Regions from separate parts of the Gasterosteus aculeatus genome. Here region 1 is linked to region 2. A link is a contact called in public Hi-C data. All regions are on one chromosome and are shown on one strand. The core of a region is the stretch at or near the end of the contact, and the rest is flanking DNA. Distances in the headings are between cores, read along the strand shown. Region 1 holds the start of tbx15 (T-box transcription factor 15). Region 2 has its middle 12 kb from the start of wdr3.

The links. Hi-C and Micro-C count contacts between places; a contact is called where the count stands out from the background.
Region 1: a Hi-C map of skeletal muscle shows a contact between it and region 2, with 2.8 times the contacts expected there. The contact joins the promoter of tbx15 here to the enhancer-like site in region 2. A contact is called at or near these places in 2 of 6 Hi-C or Micro-C datasets (skeletal muscle and whole body).

The regions. Positions count from the first base shown.
Region 1 is chr16:18,780,714-18,784,400 of fGasAcu3.hap1.1, reverse strand. It overlaps tbx15 (T-box transcription factor 15), which reads left to right and starts at 1,424. Exons shown (of 8, transcript XM_078090861.1): 1 at 1,424-2,042. The coding sequence starts at 1,856. It overlaps LOC144388802 (a long non-coding RNA gene), which reads right to left and starts at 1,195. Exons shown (of 2, transcript XR_013453044.1): 1 at 1,047-1,195.
Region 2 is chr16:18,702,133-18,705,969 of fGasAcu3.hap1.1, reverse strand. No RefSeq gene overlaps it. Among protein-coding and RNA genes, the nearest start is that of wdr3, 12 kb to the right of the region's middle. Within about 2 kb of position 1,414, at least 1 of the 9 cell types and tissues checked has open chromatin away from gene starts, as enhancers often do.

The DNA of each region.
Region 1 (3,687 bases), core at 175-2,674, 78 kb before region 2:
CACGAATCGAGTGGTATTTAAATGTGGGCTGAATGTCCCGGATGTGGACGTCTGACCGTTTGGCCGATAATTAAATCCAAACTGCAAACAGTTGATTTTAGTTTTTTACTGCACGAGGTTAACGACGCAAAGCAGCACAGAATCATCTAACAATTTATAATTAACAAAAGGACTTACGATATTTCCCCGGCTAGTTGTGTGAATCAGGCCTACAACCAAATGAGAATAAAATAAATTTCCGCTGACAATCTAATTTAGTATTAAATACAGAATGGCGCGATTGACGCGGTTGCTGGATCCCTTGAGGTGAAGCTCGGTGACCTTTTGCAAAGCGTCGTTCTTCAGACGCCGCGGTAACAAACTGTCGGAACCGGGGGGCTGTTTTCCGCCGCTGCGCGCACACGCACGCAGAACGACGTGGTCTGCGGAAATCTGTCAGGCTGAAGACGCGCAAACTAATTCTCTTCCTCGCGGTAAGAAGCGACGATTGAGCCCAAAAGATGCAATAAAATAGTCTGCGTGCATTATTGTTATTCTCATCTTTAATGCGATATTTAATATGTATTATCAACTGTTATTATTGATAACGTTGTTAGTGTAAGTGAACTTTAATAGACCACCGAAACAAATGTATGATTTAGGAATATAAATCCAATGGACCTGACTTAATAACCAATTAATTATAAAGAACTCTTCTTTGAATTAGACCGCAGTAGAAATATTTCCCAACATAAATATTAAACTCGGGAATGAACTCAGAATCCATTATTTGAATTGGTTGTAGTTGAATCGAATAATCGTCCTCATTTAGTTAAAAGTGGGAATAGAATATTGTAAAGTCATTCTGCCTTATAATTGTTTTAATGTGTTGGAGTAAAATTCATGAACTACTTTACGTTGTGCACATTATTTTAAATAGATGAAACAGAGAGAAGGAGAAGAACTCTAAACAGTGTAAACACTCCGGTTTGTGGTCAAATCTCGTGTTCTGTTCTGACCCCCCCGACTGGCTCGTCCTGCCTCTGACACCTGTTCGGCCTCCTCACCTGTAAAGTGATTTTACCCACAATCCCTCTCCAGAGAACCGACTCGGAGGACCTCGGGGGGGGGGGCCCCTCGGGGACAGACTCGGGCCCCGCAGGATGAAGCTGGCGTCATCATCATCGCCATCATCAGAAAAAAAACTTGCAAACAACTTCAGCTGAAACCGTTTTATTTTTCATTTATTTTAATGTTTCGCAGGAAAGCGTATAAAACGTTAGAGAGTCACCCCCCCCCCCCCCCCCCCTCCTGCCATTGGACAGACCTCCGCGCCTCGCAGTCTCTCCTCGCTCCTGATTGGACTGCTGGTTGTTTGACAGCGTTCGCGCTCGAGGCCCCGCCCCCCTTCGCGCCCGCGAGAAGGAAAAAAAAAAAGGGGAAACTCCCTCCCCCCCAGAAGCGAGTATCAATCAGCGAGGAGTTCTGCGGGGGGACAGAGAGAGAAGAAGCGCGACGCGGAGAGGAAGCACGCAGAGTCGCGCGGTCCGCCTCCCCCTCCCCAAACCCCCCCACCGACCCGCACCCGCACCCGCACCCGGACCCGAGCCCTCGCGCAGCCAGGATGGTGCAGCGCCGCGCCGGACGCCCCGCGCGCCGCTCCTAGTCACCTTTGGGATTACTTTGGACTCGTTGGTGAGTTCGCGCCTGTAAACATCGACGCGTGACCCCCTTTATTTTTTATTTTTATTTTTACGCTTCATTCGACCACCGCGTTGGACGCACGCAGAGGGATATTTCCGACAATTCCTCCCCCCCCCCCTCCTCTGAAGCCCTCCTCCCTCCCTCCCCCCCGGTGCGGGTGGATCTGACAGAAATGAGTGAGAGGAGGCGATCGGCCGCGGCTCTGAGCTCGAGAGCCCACGCGTTCTCCGTGGAGGCCCTGATCGGCTCCAACAAGAAGAGGAAGCTGCGCGGCTGGGAGGAGAAGGAGCTGCAGCTGTCCATGGAGAGCCTCGCCGCGGACGGAGAGGACCCGGCGCACTGCCTGGACATGGACCCGGGTCAGTGCGCAGACACGCACCACACCGCAGGCAAACTAAACAAACCCGGGCCCGAGGCTGGCGGCGCCGCGTGCGCGTTAAACCGGGAGGAGACGAGGAGGGAATATGACTGATTGATTAAATCGTTTATTAGTGACGTCAAAAGAATAAAAGGATCGAAGCGGCATGTCGCGCTGTCATAAAGTAAAAACACATTCCGGACTTATGAATTATGAAAAACAAAACCGGCATTATGGCAAATGACTTTGCACTAAAAGCGCGCACACGCTATGAATCTGTCGTGTTTAAAGATGTCAACAACCAGCACATCTCCTGTTAATGCGTAAAGGAGAAAATACATCACAGAAATGCAAAGAAATTCCAACGGAAACTACATTTCGGAAGGTATTTTTTATTTAATTTAAATAAAAGAAAAGAATAAATAATCTAGGAGAGAAGTGGTTACATTTGGTTTCTGTTAATAAATTCATAACAATTCATTTTTGCCACAATCACAAGTTTGCTGGCAGCAGTTAATTCAAATAAACGACCCGCGGCTTATCTGCCTCAGCTTCGATGTTAATTTGTGTATTTATTATCACATAAACTTTTATATTACTCCATTCTGGGGATGAATAACAGATCTGGAATCCTTTCAGCTTGTTTATATTTAGGAGTTTAAAAGAGATGAATCAGTGAGACGTTTTAAACTCGTTCTGTTTGACATTTAGTTAGAAAACAGATATATGAATGTAAAGACATTTATTTATATATGTATACATTTATGGACACATATTTATAGATGTATAAATATAAAGACTATATATATATATATATATATATATATATATATATATATATATATATATATATATATATATATATATATATCCGGGCAATCATTTACCAAATGTAATATAATATTCCTAATATATATATATTATATTGATACAAGAAATATTACATTTGGTTAAAATGAGCGACCCTGATATTACGGATCAGATGAAGTTCTTTATGAATATTTGCTAAACACGCGGATGACATCGGGGCGCGTTCCTCCCTCGCGGGGACGGAAGTCTCTCGACCTGCTGCGGTCAAAACATAAAGACAATATGGAGACTGCGGTGAACGGACCGGTTAGCAGGAGGAGGCGAGGTGGTTGTTCTCATCAAAGGGCAGCTAACGGGGGGGCGGGGGGGGGGTAAACGTAGATTAAAGCGTTGCTAATGACAACCACGCTCTTTAAAAATCCGGAAAATGAGATCCTGTTCTGCGTCTTGAGGACCTGTAGCTCAGTGAATTACAGAGACCCCCCCCCACTGACCCCCCCCCGTCCCGCTCATTAGCAGGCGGGTTCCTGGCAGGTTCAGCGGGTCCTGCTCGGGTGCTGCAGCCTCCGCTTTGGCGCGTCGGCCTCTGTGGTCAGATGATGTGGTTTGGAGGGATCCTTAACGGGGGGGGGGGGGTTGGAGGGTGGGGGGGGGGGGGTATTTGTTGTGTTGACTTGGCTGCAGGCGAGGCGGGGAGCCGCCTGGTCGTATAACACGTTTATTAGCCTCTAAGACACGGGGGCCGGACTGCCGCGCGGGCCCCGGACCAGGAGGCTCCATTTAACGGCTCAACCCAGTCAGCGGACCCCCCCCCCCCCCCGGAATAAACCGCACGT
Region 2 (3,837 bases), core at 165-2,664:
CTCTCTGGAGACCTAGGATGTAGCGCTGGACCCTCTGGAGGGAAGGGAGGCCCGGGAGAACCAGGACCAGGACTGAGAAGCAGACTGTCAGACCCGCTGCAGTAAAAGAGCTTTTGTAAAGGCACCCTGGTGAGAAGAGACACTGACACGTTAGTCCACAGGAATAATGTGTGGACACAATCAACACATAATAAAAGCTCCTCGCAGTCTCTAAGAAACAAAGACTTTTTGTCTAATTTTTGGAAAAAGCACCAACATACGAATAAATGAACAAATTGTATCACACTGTTTACAGTGAAAGTAAGCAACTCAAAATCATTATAGTTTAAGGTGTTTTGTTTGACAAATTTACTACAAATATTTTGTAGTGAATCGGCCTTTTTTTTCTACTAAAAAAAGCTGCAATAGAAGTTTTTTTTTCCCGCAAACAAAAATCAAAGAACGGCGAGTGAAATATCTGAGGACAGCTGACAGGTTAAAAGAAACTCAGGGAAACGAAACATTCATGGCCGCCTGCACGTCACCCCATCAGGGTGACTGGTGGGGTGATTGGTAGGGTGACTGGTGGGGTGATTGGTGGGGTGACTGGTGGGGTGATTGGTAGGGTGACTGGTGGGGTGATTGGTAGAGTGACTGGTCGGGTGACTAGTGGGGTGACTGGAAGGGGGACTTGTACAGTGACTGGTGGGTTGACTGGTACAGTGACTGGTGGGGTGACAGGTGGGGTGACTGGTGGGGTGATTGGTAGGGTGACTGGTGGGGTGATTGGTAGAGTGACTGGTCGGGTGACTAGTGGGGTGACTGGAAGGGGGACTTGTACAGTGACTGGTGGGTTGACTGGTACAGTGACTGGTGGGGTGAATGGTGGGGTGACTGGTGGGGTGATTGGTAGGGTGACTGGTGGGGTGATTGGTAGGGTGACTGGTGGGGTGATTGGTAGGGTGACTGGTGGGGTGATTGGTAGAGTGACTGGTCGGGTGACTAGTGGGGTGACTGGAAGGGGGACTTGTACAGTGACTGGTGGGTTGACTGGTACAGTGACTGGTGGGGTGAATGGTGGGGTGACTGGTGGGGTGATTGGTGGGGTGACTGGTAGGGTGACTGGTCGATTGATTGGTAGGGTGACTGGTCGATTGATTGGTAGGGTGACTGGAAGGGGGACTTGTAGGGTGACTGGTGGGTTGACTGGAAGGGTGACTGGTAGGGTGACTGGTGGGGGGATTGGTAGGGTGACTGGTGGGGTGATTGGTAGAGTGACTGGTCGGGTGACTAGTGGGGTGACTGGAAGGGGGACTTGTACAGTGACTGGTGGGTTGACTGGTACAGTGACTGGTGGGGTGAATGGTGGGGTGACTGGTGGGGTGACAGGTGGGGTGACTGGTAGGGTGACTGGTCGATTGATTGGTAGGGTGACTGGAAGGGGGACTTGTAGGGTGAATGGTGGGGTGACTGTAGATTGATTGGTAGGGTGACTGGTGGGGTGACTGGTAGGGTGACTGTGGGGTGACTGGAAGGGGGACTTGCAGGGTGACTGGTGGGTTGACTGGAAGGGTGACTGGTGGGGTGACTGGAAGGGTGACTGGTGGGGTGACTGGAAGGGTGACTGGAAGGGTGACTGGTGGGGTGACTGGAAGGGTGACTGGAAGGGTGACTGGTGGGGTGACAGGTGGGTTGACTGACTATTATTAGTTTGTTTGAGTAAATTTGAGGTTTTTTTACGATGGAAACATATGAAATACAATCTAATTCCTCAGATCTTAACTCAAATAAAAGTGAAGATATAAGTCATACATTCAAATTCAACTTAAAGAATGGTGCAGACATGGTCCATGTTTAAACTAATAAAATAATAGTTGTTGTATCCCTCCGCTCGAGTCTGGAGAGGAAATCGCGCCGCGGCAACGGGGAGCCTGTCACTGCCAACGACGTCTATCTCAAGTGGAAAACATTTATAGCTCGTATCACATTCGCCGGCCTCCACGTCAAGTCAGCAGCTCGAGGCCCTGCAGTATATAATAATAATATAATGTCAGGCGGAGCGTCCGATGACAGACGTAAGCGGCGCGTAACTCGACCTCCTGTCCATCAGCGCGTACGGTGCCACGGCCTCCAAAGAGTCGAGGGGTATTTTATCCAACAGAAGGAGGGAGATCGCATCACTAACAGAAAATGACACTAACAGGTATTTGTGGAAATATTTGCAGAGATAATGAATGACCTTTGACCCCCAGTAGCTCTAAAGGGGCTGTGGACTCTCGGGCCGTTGTGGGCTGAGCGCTGCAGCAGGTGGCAGGAGGCCCCCGACGTGGAGCAGGACCTGAGAGCAGAGATCCAGAGAGGAGGGTGGAGGGGGGGGGGCAGGAACCAGTCAAATAAAAGGCAGCACTGCCATCTAGTGACTCATCTGTACCTCTTTATTCCAGTCTCCTCTTCTCAGAAGTCAAAGTGGCAAAGATTTCATTCATAAAAATAAATTTAACAGTAACTCTAGCCCATCGTTCAATGTCAACAATGATTTTCCTTACTATTTTATTATATATATAATTTTAATTCTTACTTAATTTTAATGATTCATTTCTATTTTTTAATTAAATTATATTTTTAATTATTTCCGAGAAGCTTGCATGCACAGACACATCACATCTCATTTCCTCGGGCCTCGTTAAATTTACCGAAAAACCGCACACTGAGATCCTGAACTGGGAAACTGCGGCTTGCAGATAGAAACATTAGTTAGTGCCGAAAAAGTTTGACTTTTCTACAAAGTCAGGGAGTTAGTCAAGTTTATGCTCGATATGAATCAGCTGCTTTGATTAAATTATATAAAGTTAGAGGATTGTGGTGTTTCTCGTCACTGCGACTTTTTAAAATATCTTTCTATACATGGAACTCAATGAAAAGCACCTCTCTAATGTTCTCTCTAAAGTCTCCTCTAAGGGTATTTGTCAAAAATCCCACGTTGGACGTGAATAATCCTCTGGGATTTTTCCTGAAGGGTTTTTCATTTTGGGAGGTGTGACATTTACGGCCCAGAGAGCAGAAAAGCAGCCGCCCCCCCCTTTTAACGAGCCTCTAAAATACGGAGTTCATGTTTTCTGCGCGCCATGAGATTAAAACATGAACAGAGGTGTTATTCTACCTTTATTTTGAAGGTTTGCTTCATTATTCCAGAGCAAATAAACGTCTGATGTGGTGGAGTTCACCTCACCCCCCCCCCCGTAGGTTCATTAAACCAGAGGGGGGGGGGGGTTGTAAGGTGGAGGTACACCTCTTCTGCATGGTCACAACCAGGTGGTCTGGAGCTTAGGTACGCCCCCCCCCCCCCCCCCCACACACGGGGTCCCGGTCGGAAAGGCTCCCTGTGGGCTACAAAGCGGCTTAAATCACCTCGGTCATGTGTGTGTGTGTGTGTGTGTGTGTGTGTGCGTGTGTGTGTGTGTGTGTGGAGGGGTTTCTGTGCTGCTTTACACGTGGCATCAATCTATTATATGTCTACACACACGTGTATATAAATGTGTGTATCTTAAAAAAAAACCTCACAGACTGTTTGAGGAATAACGAGTTGCATCCGATCAGAATTTAATAACTTGTGGAATCTGGAAGGCTCACACTCCTTCTTCCTCCTCTTCCTCTTCTTCACCAGTCAGTGTATTTACCTGTGTATTGATTGCCTTATTTACTTTAACTTTGCCTTTAGAAATGCATTAAATGCTAAATTAAATAATTACCTTAGTGTATATTATATATATATATATATATATATATATATATATATATATAATCTTTATATTTTCTTTCAAATGTAAGCTACATAAATGTATTTATCTGCAATTGAAT